Linked DNA regions of Mus musculus: region 2 is linked to region 1. A link is a contact called in public promoter capture Hi-C data. All regions are on one chromosome and are shown on one strand. The core of a region is the stretch at or near the end of the contact, and the rest is flanking DNA. Distances in the headings are between cores, read along the strand shown.

What was found. Promoter capture Hi-C pulls out the DNA fragments that hold promoters and counts their contacts.
Region 2: a contact with region 1 is called in a promoter capture Hi-C map of neural stem cells. The contact joins two enhancer-like sites. A contact is called at or near these places in 4 of 39 promoter capture datasets (cranial neural crest, frontonasal cranial neural crest, liver and 1 more), 4 of 115 datasets of contacts at active chromatin or transcription factors (craniofacial prominence, embryonic hindbrain and embryonic stem cells) and 4 of 9 other capture datasets (adipose tissue, embryonic stem cells, liver and 1 more).

What each region holds. Positions count from the first base shown.
Region 1 is chr12:33,058,376-33,064,623 of GRCm38.p6, forward strand. Cdhr3 (cadherin-related family member 3) reads right to left here. Exons shown (of 20, transcript NM_001024478.1): 7 at 3,273-3,421; 8 at 1,857-2,046. Among named protein-coding and RNA genes, the nearest start is that of Cdhr3, 31 kb to the right of the region's middle. Within about 2 kb of position 3,481, at least 52 of the 459 cell types and tissues checked have an H3K27ac peak or open chromatin away from gene starts, as enhancers often do. A contact at or near this core is called in neural stem cells, where this site is marked.
Region 2 is chr12:33,356,192-33,362,439 of GRCm38.p6, forward strand. It overlaps Atxn7l1 (ataxin 7-like 1), which reads left to right. Exons shown (of 11, transcript NM_001374022.1): 8 at 2,465-2,657. It overlaps Atxn7l1os2 (ataxin 7-like 1, opposite strand 2), which reads right to left. Exons shown (of 4, transcript NR_131031.1): 4 at 2,052-3,849. Among named protein-coding and RNA genes, the nearest start is that of Atxn7l1os2, 35 kb to the right of the region's middle. Within about 2 kb of position 3,875, at least 44 of the 459 cell types and tissues checked have an H3K27ac peak or open chromatin away from gene starts, as enhancers often do. A contact at or near this core is called in neural stem cells, where this site is marked.

The sequences.
Region 1 (6,248 bases), core at 2,231-4,730:
TAGGATAGCAAGAGAAGACTTCCCCAGGGTACACTTGGACCACTGCAGAGGGCTAGTGTAGATGTAGATTTTCAAGGGAAGTGGGTGAGTCTGCAAAATTCCATTCCATCTCTAGGGTCCAGACTTCCTTTAGCAGAGTATGAACTTAATTTGTGCATGATGTTGTGTAAGCCACACCCTAGTTATCTATGGCCCCCACCCCTCCCATCTAAGAGACTGAGCATTTTGAATGCTCAAGTTGGTAGAGTAGTCTACTAGAAGGACATCCATGACCTGGTGACTGCTGCCCAGGCTATGTGCCCCCCACAAGCCTCCCCAGTCCCCAGTCTACAACATGGTTTGGCCTTCAACTGGGTTAGCCAGGGCCTTAGCAGAAAGTAGATAGCAAATGAGGATACTTCTAGGAGACTCAGTAAAGAGATGATTGCAAAGGGCTGGTACATCTCTCAGCTCTAATAAGCCTGGAGCATCCTTGCCACGCAGAGACTGGGAAGTACCAGCGGAGGGAGAAGTCCCTAAAACTGGAATCTAGGAACTAGGAGTACTGTGTGCAAAGGGCTACCTTACAAGAACTGAGCCCCTCAGAACACGAAGGGTGCAGGGTTGAAAGGGGGGCAGTTGATAAACCATCCCCAGCCTCACTCTTCCCCTTTTTATGAAAGCTCCCCCATTGGTCACGAGAAGATGGTCTGCAAAGAAGGGGCATAGGGTGAGGCACATGGTGGATCTGAAATGTGTCCAGACAGACTGAGAGCCACAACACAGTTCCCCTAGCACTGAGTAGAGCATGAAAGTTGTGAAAAAGGGTAAGCTGGTCAAATGAGCATAATAGCTATTGATAAGCCCGGATGGTCTTTGTCAAGGCTCTTTGCCTTTAGCATGGCCATGCTATGTATTAAATCTGCCCCAAATCACCAGGAGCAAACCCGGAAAAAAAGCAGTCAAAGATAGCCCAAGAGACTCTGCCAATAAGGTCATCAAAACAGAGGCCAGTTCTGATACTCAGTTTCACTTCAGATGCAGGGCACTCTGCCCACAAAGGGTCTTTGCTGAGATGCACTCCACCCCCAAACTGACCCCATTCAGACTTCCAGGGACTGGCTAGCAAAAAAACATGGAACTCAAGCTATTATGGAAGAATTCCCAATTGTGTGGCTTTTTGATAAAATAGCAGCAAAATGAGCAAGGGTATGTTCTGTGTGTATCCAGAGAGTCTGATACCTCCTTCTGACCTCTGTAGGAAACCAGGTAGGCATGTAGTGCACAGCCATATATTCAGGCAAAACACTAACATACATAAAATAAAAATAAACAATTATTAAAAGGCTTTACTTTAAACTGATTGTGAATTAACTGTGAGTCAAAGAACAAGTGAAAATAATATAACTCATGTCTCAGATACATTCTGTATTTCCCCTCCACATGTATGCAATTAAGTCGTGTCAGGTGAATTAGATTTTTGTTTCGTTTTACCCACTGACTTGTTTTGATTTATTCATATTATATACTGAGATTTCTTTGGGAGTGCTTGGTTACTAATTCTGACTCTCCAGCATCTATTACAAGTGCTAACAGCACCATTTCACCCCTGGCAGTAGTAAGTAAAGAAAAGACACAGTCCAGAGAGGGCCTGTGGTGCAAATGGAACAAAATTAAAAAGCTGTAAAAACAGGTGGAAAGTGAAGGAGAAATAATGAGGAGGGATGGAAATGGGTAAGGAATAACAAAACGATCTTTGAAGGAAATGGGACACCTCAAATCGGCTTGTAGAGAGTCAGTCCCCAATGCCATGCCTTATCAGAGAATCCATGGGTCAAGCACCACCCAAGAGGGGATACATTCCAACTGGTGACTACCTGAAAGTGAGCTTTCTGCATGTTGCAGGGTTGTCATTGATGTCTTCCACAATGAAGGTTATCTGCATGCGGTTCTCCTGACCCCCAGAGGGCCTGTCTCTCACTCGAACTTCCAGAGAAATGATGGGATTCTGTCTCAGTTCGCCTGCATCTCGATCTAGCCTTCGGGCCACTTGGATTGTCCCTGTCACTAAGGAGGCAAAGATTAGAAGACAATGGAGAACACAGGAAAAGACTGTGCCAGAATGATGATCAGCTTGCACCGGGAATAGCCCCTCTACAGACATGTCGTGTGTTTCTGGGTTTGATGTTTATTGGAACACCTGACCTGATCTTTCTCTAAAGCTACACTTTACAGTTCAGGGTTGGGCCCTGAGTACAGCACTGTCCACTGCTGACAGAACTGGTGGGTAGCTGACTTCAATTTGATCCACTGGATTCTCTATTGGAGAATCTGTTGCTAAGAAACACACATCGGAGAGTGAGTGAGCTACAGTTGGAGCTGCAGGCAAAAGCCCAGAACTTGAGCTGCTGAGGTCCTCTGCCCTGATTATCTGACTCTTTCTTATGAGATGTGCCTCTTCCTCCCCTCTCCCCTCCCCTCTCCCCTCTCCCCTCTCCCCTCTCCCCTCTCCCCTCTCCCCTCTCCCCTCTCCCCTCTCCCCTCTCCCCTCTCCCCTCTCCCCTCTCCCTTCTCCTCCTCTCCTATCTTCTCTTCCTTTCTACTGTCTTGTGCTTAGCTAGATTTGCTGTCACTTTTATTACTTGGAACCAGAGTCTTAGTTTAAATACTCAGAAAAAAGGTGTGGGAAGTTCGGAGGTAGAGTGTTTGCCTAGCATAGATGAGGTCCTGGGTTGAATCCCCAGCACTGTGGTGTGTGTGTGTGTGTGTGTGTGTGTGTGTGTGTGTGTGTGTGTCACTGGGCAGTGGTGGTTCATGCCTTTAATCCTAGTACTCAGGTAGCTCTCTGAGTTTGAGGCCAGCCTGGTTTACAGAGCAGGTTTCAGGTCAGCCAGTGCTATAAAGAAAAACTCTGTCTCAAGAAACCAAAACCAAACAAACAAACAAACAAAAAGAAACTCACCACAAAATATAATTTTCTTTATATCCTTAAGTCTTCATTTTTACACAGATGGTGACATGTGCATTCTATTTACAGGGGTTGCACCTTAATCATAATGGCAGTTAAGAAGAATATTTTCATATTTCCCATAAAGGTGAAAGGTAACCCAGCTGCTCACACACAGACCTCCTCAGACCACCATTTTGGTGGGTGTCTGCTGCCTTTAACACGCCCTTTCCCTGACAAGTAAGGGTGAACCTAGATAGAAAGGCCTGAGGGAAGAGAAAGCATTGTAAAACCCACTCAACATTCACATTCGAGGATGCAGGAGAGGCTACTGTGCATGACTCACGCTGGTCTACCATGAAATAGCTGCTGGTGGTAGTGATGCTGTAGAGGAGGCGGCCAGGAAAACCCTCATCATCAGGATCCATTGCTGTGATGTTCGCCACCATGGTTCCTAGAGGCACTTCTTCTGGGACAGAGTACACTCTCCTGGGGCTGAAACAGAAACACTGCAGCCGTGGCTAATTTGCAGGGCAGGGGAGGGTGCAGACTGGGTGGTAGGTATTTTGGTGTGCGCTAAATATAGCACCGCACGGCTTGTGCTGCATCAACATGCAGAGAGAACACAGCAGCTGAGAGGAGGGGTGACTGCTGTCTGTATTTCACATCCTTGCGGATGCAAAGAAGAATGCCAGGCCATTACAGCAGCAATTTAGGTGGTCACAGCCGCTGCCTGCCTGCCTGCCTGATGCCTGTCCTATCCTTAACATCCTCTCACATAAAGACACTTCCTCTACCCAGTCAGCTTCTCTCCTCCCAGTTTCTGTTCAAAAGGTGTCTGGATTCTTTTTAAAAACCCATCTGGACAAGATGTTCAGAGCCTCAGGCTTCTTAATTTGTGCTTGAGTCCCTTCCTGTGGATGATGCCAGAAGCCCAGTTTTGTGTCTTCTCTAGAATCTCTGGTCTTTGTTTCATCCCCTCCCCCCTCCCCTCCCCCTCCCCCCTCCTCCTCCCCCTTCGTTGTTGTCAACTTCTTCGTCTTCTTTCTTCTTCTTCTTCTTCTTCTTCTTCTTCTTCTTCTTCTTCTTCTTCTTCTTCTTCCTCTTCCTCTTCCTCTTCCTCTTCCTCTTCCTCTTCCTCTTCCTCTTCCTCTTCCTCTTCCTCTTCCTCTTCCTCTCCTCCTCCTCCTCCTCCTCCTCCTCCTCCTTCGCCTGAGGATACAACTCTTCCACATGGAACCTGGGCATCTTTCCAGATGGCATTCCCCATGAGGCCAGCTCTCTAAGCCTCTGGCAGTTAGAAGTCATCACACTGTTCTCCAAGGGGCACTGTGCATATTATAACTCCACGTGCCTGCTTACTGACCTTTCTCAGGCTCCAAGCTTTTGTAAAAGGTCAGAAGTGAGATTATTTCAGGGGTGCAGAGTCACCTTTAATTTTCCTGTCTTAAGGTGCCACTTTCCCATGCCCTCCTTGAAGGAAGGCAATCTTCATCTCTGCTCTAAATGGCTGCCTTCATGTAGGGGGGGCCTCGGATCATTTAGCTGCCCCTGACTCACCACAGCTGTCCCATAGGGAGGGCCAGAGAAAACAGACACAAGAGAGAGCCTCAGGCTGGATTAAGAGAGAAGCAGAGACAATCTGTAGCCAGGACCTCACACTAGCCTACCCCATGGGCTCTGCCCTGAATCCTGGGCCCAATATTATGCGTGAGGAGGGTTCTTCCACCATGTATTTCATTGTTAGGGAGGAGCATGCTCACTTTGTCCAAAAGGTGGCTCCAATGCTTGGGCCTCCTTGCCCAGTGTCCCCCAGAGTCTGTGACTTTGGTGGGGTGAACCAGCAAAGCCAGGGGTAGCAGGGGCCAGAGACAGAGTCAGAGGAAAGAGACAGCCTGTCTTCTATAACCAACAGAATCTTGTTTCTAATGCAGGATGGTTTTGTCTTCCATCCACTAGATTGGGTCTAGGAACTTCCTAGCCAGGGTCATAAGGATGCTTGGTGGTCTGAATGATACAATGTTCCACGGGAGTGTCTGGCATTTGAATATTTGCTCCCCAGTTGGTGATTTTCAAGGGGAGGGCTTAGAGGGTGTGGTCTCACTGGAGGAAGTCTGTCCCTAGAGGCAGGCTTTGAGGTTTCCAAAGACTCCTTTCCAATTTGATCTCTGGTTCCTGTTTGAGGTTAGAGCTGTGAGCCCTCTGCCATTATTCTGGCTGCCATGTCTGCCTGCTGTCATGTTTTCCTGCTGTGTGATGATGGACTCTTATCCTCTAGAACCATAAGCTCCAATTAAACCTTTCTTTGTGTAAGTTGCTTTGGCTGTGGTGTTTTATCACAGCGAGAAAAAAAGGATAATACAGATGTTTCGCGGCCTGCACAGACTGGTCCTGGCTTTCAACATTACTCCCTGGATCAGCAATACCAGTGTCACCAGTGAGCTCCGTGGGAATGGAGATTACTGAGCACTTAATGGAGCCCTGAATGTCCACTGAAAAAGCCAGGGATACGCATATAGTCTCCAGTGTCAGTGGTGACCATTAGGCTTCTAGGACAGTAAGAAGACAACATAGGGGGAATATTTGCCCCATCCTTCTGGGCAGTGGTTCCAAGCTGAGAGATGATTACAGCTAGACACATTTTTTTTGGTTGTCACAACTTGGGGAGGGAGCCGTTCTTCCCACCTTGAGGGAGATGCTGCCAAACACACTCCGTCACACAGGACAGCCCAGTCACAGAAAAGCATCTGGTTCCAGTCAGATGAGCTGCTTAAATCCTGCTCTGAAGCCTCTATAGTGTATGCTGGGTGTGCCCCATGAAAGGAACAAGGCTAGCTTTTGGGGACAGTGCCTCAGACTCTCATGCCAAACAGTCTTTCCTTGGCTGCCCTGGTAGCCAATGTGGCAGGAGATAAAAAGTTTTAATATTTGATTTGGGTATCTAAGATTCATTCATGTCTGTAAAAATATATATCTGTACCTATACATATACCTGTACCTATACACATACCTATACCTATATCTATCTAAAAAATGGCCTAATTTCACATCTACCAAAATAGAGAGAACAAATATGATTATCATTCATATTCCACACTCAGCTCCTCACTATACCTGGCTGCCAGAACTCAGGGCCACAGTAGGTGGGGTCTGTGACCACATTCTCTGTGTGAAGGGGCAACTTCCTCTCTGTGATGAGTATGCAGGAAGGCACTGCCAGGCACTCTTACAAGAGGACTTCCAGTGAGTACAAAGAAAACAGGGAGAGCTGGGAAGAGCTACTTGCTGACATCTGAAATAAAGTGATCTTCAGTCAGCACCA
Region 2 (6,248 bases), core at 2,625-5,124, 300 kb after region 1:
AAACAAACAAAACAAACAAACAAAAAAACAAAACAAAACAAAAAAACAAAAAACAAAAGAAAGTTTGTTACATGTAACATAATGGAACATTATTCAGCCATAAAAAATGGTAGTCTAGCTCTTTTCAGCAACATGAATAAACTTTGAGAGGGTTCTGTTAACCAAAACAAGTCCAAAAAACACTCTGTTTCCACTTTTATGTTAACTTTTTTACAAAGTTGAACTCAGAAATAGTAGGCAGAAGCTAGACATAGTAGCTTGGGCCTGTAATTCCAGCAGCAGGAGAGTGAGGCAGGACTATTGTGAGACCAGGCTGAGCTATATAGCAAGACCCTATGGTAAGTTCCCCACCTTCCATAAATAAGTAGAAAGGAAGGGAGGGAGAGGGAAAGGAAGCCAAGGGAAGGGAGAAAGAGACTAGAGTACTGTGACCAACTGAGAGGTGGAGGAATGACAGGAGCCAGGACAGGTCTAGGTCCAGGTCCAGAGTGAGTTATGGGGGTGCAATGCCCAATGGCAACTCTAATTGATAAGACCGTGTTACAGATCTAATGGTCACTGTAACCCCCCCCCCCAAAAAAAGAGGGCACTGTGCTCAAGAGTGAGTTCAAGGCCAGCCTGAGTAACTTGATAAGACTCTGTCCCAAAATAAAACTGTAAAAGAGTTCCAGTTAGTGGTGGAATACTTCTCTAGCTAGCAAAAAGCCCCGAGTTCAACTCCTGGTAGGTGGTAGAAATATAACTCTAAGAAATGATGGATATGTTAATTTTTTAACTAACTTGATTAATTAACAAGATGTACATAGATTAGCTGCATGTGGTGGCCCAGGCCTGGCCTCTTGTCACTTGGGAGGTAGCACAAGAACATTCGTGGTCATTCTCCATGACATAACAAATTCAAGGCCAGCCTGGGCTACATGAGACCCATTATTGTAATGTATATCTGTAAAACAGGGGAAAAAATGAAACCAAAACAGAACTCTTTCAGTCTCTTTCTTAGGCATATGGATACTGCTAGCTCTTTTTTTGTTTCTGTTTTCAGTGTTTGTTATGAAAATTCCCCTACATGCTGGAAAGCAATGATATATTGATGAATACTTACCTAACCTAATTTTAACAGTTGTTATATTAGTGTGTTACAATTTTATTTGTAGTGTATTCTTGTTAGTGTCCTTTGACATATATAGACCCTGACTTTTCACTTGTAAAGACTTCTTGCAAAAGTGAAAATAGCTGCTTGTTGTGGCACTTGCCACTTGGGATTTGCTGAAGAGGCATAGGCAAGTAAGACCATGAGTTCAAGCCCAGCCTATGTTACATGTTTTGCATTTTGCTGGGCTAGGTGGTGCATGTCTTTAATCCAGGCACTCTGCAGCACAGGCAGGCAGATCTCTGTGTGTTTGAAGTCAGCTTGGTTTACATAGAGAATTCTAGGCCAACCAGGACTAGAGACCCTGTCTCATAAAACAAAATAAAACAAAACAAAACAAAAAACAAAACAAAGAAAAAGGGATTTTCCTGTATAACCAAGATGTAATTAACAAAATCCAGGTTACCTTTATCCTGCAGGACCAGGAGGGTTTGCCATGGTGGCTGGACTACTTACCCAAGAGCCATTTAGAAAAGTTAGAAACAAATGCTTAGGGTTGGGTTCATGTCTAATTCCTAGCACTCACACAGCAGCGAGCTTATAGCCATCTGTAAGATAAGGATCCAGTTTTTTCTTTTTTGGCCCCTCAGACACCCAGGCACACAAGTGATGAACAGATATACCTACAGACAAGATTCCCGACACATAAAATAATAATGTAATAGAAATCGGTTTCAATGGTTGGGAAGAGAGTGTGACCGGGTTGGCAGAGTGCTTACCTAACGTGTTCAAAGCCCCCAACTTTCACCCCCAGCACTGCATCCACTGGGCATGGTGTCGCACACCTACGACCCCAGATACTCAGGAGGTAAAGAAAGAGACTCAAAAGTCCAAGGTCGTCCTTGTCTACTTAGTGAGTTCAAGACCTGAGATACATGAGATCCCGTCTCAAATCCTCTTACTTTTTTTTTTATTTTTAATTCATGCATGCACACTAAGGAAGTCTGAGAGGACATAAACTAAACTGTTGGTAACACTTGATCTTGGGTGAGTGTTTGTAGATGAACTCCCAGAACACAGTCACTCGACTCTGCATAAGTTCACATGTCCCGATCCCCCTGCTCACACTAGGGGTTCCTTCTTGGGCTTGCCTTGTACTCCAGAGGCAGCAAGCCAGAGAGCACTGTACTACTAACAGTAGTGGGTCCCTGAGGAGAGCTCTGACCCCTGCAGTTTAATGTTTCCCTTTAGAGCGGTGCCATTGGCTCGCCCTCCCTGACATCGTGGCAGGACTGCTTTTTGGCGGCATGAAATGGGTGGATCTGATTTCCTCAAGACAACTTGTTCTCTGTGTTCCCCCCGTCTCACCCTTAGACCATCGTCTGCAAACAGCATAAGCAGCAGTACTTCTTCAAACCACAGCGGCTACACTCCAGAGCCCCCTCTGCTCCCAGCTGGAGGCGACCTTGCCAGCCGACTGTCCAGTGATGAAGGGGAGATGGACGGAGCCGACGAGTCCGAGAAGTTAGACTGTCAGTTCTCCACACACCACCCCAGACCTCTTGCGGTAGGTCTCCTTTGTCCCTACTATGCTGTGTCCCCTGTTGCTTCAAAGGCCCCTTGGTGATGGCAACAGAGGCCTGTATTCCTGAGGAAAGAGCTCTAGAGTATAGCCTCATCAGAAGGCTTTCCCAAAGGTGAAATGGCATAAGAGATGTCCTTGAACATCATGGAATAAAATGAAGGGGCTCCCAACTGGTTATATATAGTCCCTTAAGAATGCTTGAGCAATGGTGTCTATATAAGTGCTCCTGGGAACCAACTTTCTGACTTTGCACATCTGAAAACAGAGCCTGTGGTCCAGGGTTAGCCAGATGCACCCACCCTAGAGGCTGTCTTAGCAGCAAGGCAGGGTTGTCATTCTCCCTGTGGCTCTATGCCTGACTGTTGTTAGTATGACCATGTGGCAACAGAGCCAGCGTAGGGACGGTGTTTCATATCATCACGATTGTTCATCAGTGAGAGCTGTTTGAGGGAATGACTTTAACAGTTGAGATGGTCATTGACGTCATAAGGGGAAATGAAGGCATCAGTTGGAGGCCTGTTCACATTTGCCTCATAGTCCTCTGAGAGAGGAAGTGGCTGATGTGACAGTTACAGAGCCCAGTGCTGTGTCCCTGGTTAGATGGCCCTCGTGGTGGTTTGTTCTGGTGCCAGCCTGAGCCTTCAGGATTAGCTCTGACTGACTCTAGATCTCAGAAGCTTTGCAAGTGAACTCAGTCCTGCTGGAAGACAAGGTTGGTTCTTCCTCCTTCACCCGCGTGCCACTTCCCATTTCTGGAGATGATGGTGACTCGTGACTCACCTCTAACCTGCGACTTTGCCAGTGCTGAAGTAGTGAGGGACAAGCTGCAGTGATTTTGTCTGCAGTTGTAGAAAACCCAGTGCCTCCGTACTCACACAGGAACATTTCATTATCTTACATGGCAAGAAATCTAGAGGCAGGTGCACCTGCAGCCGTGGTCCAGTCTCTACTACATCCGCACACATCTTTGCTGTCCACAATTTAATACATTGACCACAGCTCCTGGGTCACATTGGCACCTGGTGCCTTTCTAAACAGGGAAGAAGGGGGACACACAAAAAGAGGGTCTTCCGAGATGATTTTCTTCATTTACTAAGGAAGAGCTTCCCATGAAAGCCCAGCAGATGTCTCCATGTATGTAGTACAGCGCTGCTGCGACATGTCTACTGCTACACTGGCAGGTGGCAGAAAGAAAAAGGAGTGAGTGTGGTGACTCAGCTGTGCCTCATTCCAAGGTCTTCTCTGTAACTGCTGCACACACAATATCAAGATAAAAGTGTGACTGTGTTAATAAAGAGAAGCCAGGGCCAAGTAAGGCAGGACACTGCAGAGGACAGCCAGTGGCAGCAGGGTCTGCCACAGTGAGCATCTGCAGCTCTGCCCAAGGCACACAGTGCCAGCTTCCCTGGCTATCTGGCCTCAAACCCAAATGGTATTAGATATGCTGGTAGCCAAAACCAAAGGGGCCTCCAGCTCCCAAGGCTGAAAGAGATACTGGCCTCTCCCAAAAGGCCAGCATCTGGAGAACATCAAGAAGTCTGTCCACAGGGCACGCTGCTATAGGAGATTAGCCACATTCACAGGGCATAATAGGCCCTTAGCGTTTTGCAGAACAAAATGGAAAAATCGTGAGTTTGTTTCTTTGCTTTGTCCTTTTTTTCTTATGATCAACTGACACATTAAATCATATAAACACACACACACACACACACGTACACACACACACACACACACACACACACACACACACACACTTGTAATAAACCCTCGTTCAGTGTGTCCTTAGCAGTTGGGATGATGAAGGCAGTGATAGTGACACCAGGATCAGCTCCCACAGAGAGGTGGAGACCGACTTCTGTGCTGACGTTACATGTATGTTTTTCTCCTTGGTCAGTGAGAACGTGCTGTAATAATTTGTGGTATCAGATTTTGTGGGTAGCAGGGTTTTAACAAAGAACAAAGGGAAGACCCTGCAGGTCCTCCTGCAAATGGTTCCAAAGGCTCCTCCAGGATGCCTTTGCGGAATGGGTGCCAATCCAGCACTGAGCCTGGGCTTGCTGCCAGGGAGCTGCTGGAGGCTCGGGGATGGGAAAAGTGCCATTTGAATTATAGAGTCATTTGCAGGCTTTCCTGAGCTCTAGACCCACCAAGTGTCACCTTCTCGGAGGTTGCTTCTTACAGTTTCTGTCTGCTGGCCTCCAGTTGTCCCACATGACAACCAGTGTTTATTAAATGCCTGAATGTTTCAGCCGTAAGTTTTAAATTCAGTGGTTTATTTTAAATATTTCTGTGGAACTTTTTAATTCACTTTTTTTTTAAAAAAAAATGTGGTGTGTCTTTTTGTTTGTTTTTGGTTTTCTAAAGATGTTCTCACTATGTGGCTTTGAACTCACAATTCTCCTGCCTCAGCTCCCTAAATCCTAAGCCCCCTTTTAAAGTTCCTGATCTCTATGATTCTTATACTGAGGAGGAAGAGAACGAAGTCCCCACACTTTAAACATTGATAGCCATCACATATGTAATTGTGTATATATAATGAGTCTAAGTGGTTTCTGTTGTGGACTGCCCTGGTGCTATTTGGATTTTTATGCTAATTCTGCTTTCTGAAGAGGGGCTCTCCCCCAGAAAAGTTGTGGGTCATGTACTCAGGTAATTCCATGTGAACCTTCTCCCAGTGTTACCTGGTGAAATAAAGGCTAGAGCCTGTGATCACGCAGTGGAAAGGAAAGGTGGGGCTGTTAGTTTTAGAGGAGGGAAGAGAAGGAGGAAGAAGAGACAGGCAACAGATTTCAGACCATGTATAGTAGATGTGTCATCAGTATTCACAGTGGGAGAAGCAGTCATTAGCAATGAGAATTATAAATCGGGCGTCTGTCTTAGTTAGGGTTTTACTGCTGTGAACAGACACCATGACCGAGGCAACTGTTATAAGGACAACATTTAATTGGGGCTGGCTTATAGGTTCAGAGGTTCAGTCTATTATCATCAAGGTGGGAGCATGGCAGCTTCCAGGCAGGCATGGCGCAGGAGGAGCTGAGAGTTCTACAATTTCATCTATAGGCTGCTAGGAGAAGAGTGGCTCCCAGGCAGCTAGGAGAAGGATCTTAAAGCCCATGCCCACAGTGACAAACAAGGGCACACCTCCTAATGGTGCCATGCCCTGGGTCAAACATATACAAACCACCACAGCATCAAAGAGTACAATCATAGTTGCTAAAGAGGAAAACAGCAGGCAGAGAGGATAAGGTAAGAGCTCAGAGTTGTAATGTATTCCTGGGCATCTTCTAAGAGCAGATGTGGCAGAGGCAGATAGATCTTTATGAGTTCAAGGCCAGTTTGGTCATCATAGTGAGTTCCAGGATAACCAGAGCTACATAGTGCGACCCTGTCTCTGGAAAACAAAACAAGACAAAACAAAACAAAACACAGTCAATCAAACAAACAAACAAAAAAGTGTTTTAGGGGTTGGAGAGATGCCAGCCATTAAGAACACTGGCTGTTCTCCCAGAGGACCCAGATTCAATTCCCAACACCTACAATGGCAGCTCCCACCAACTGTCTGTAACTGCAGTT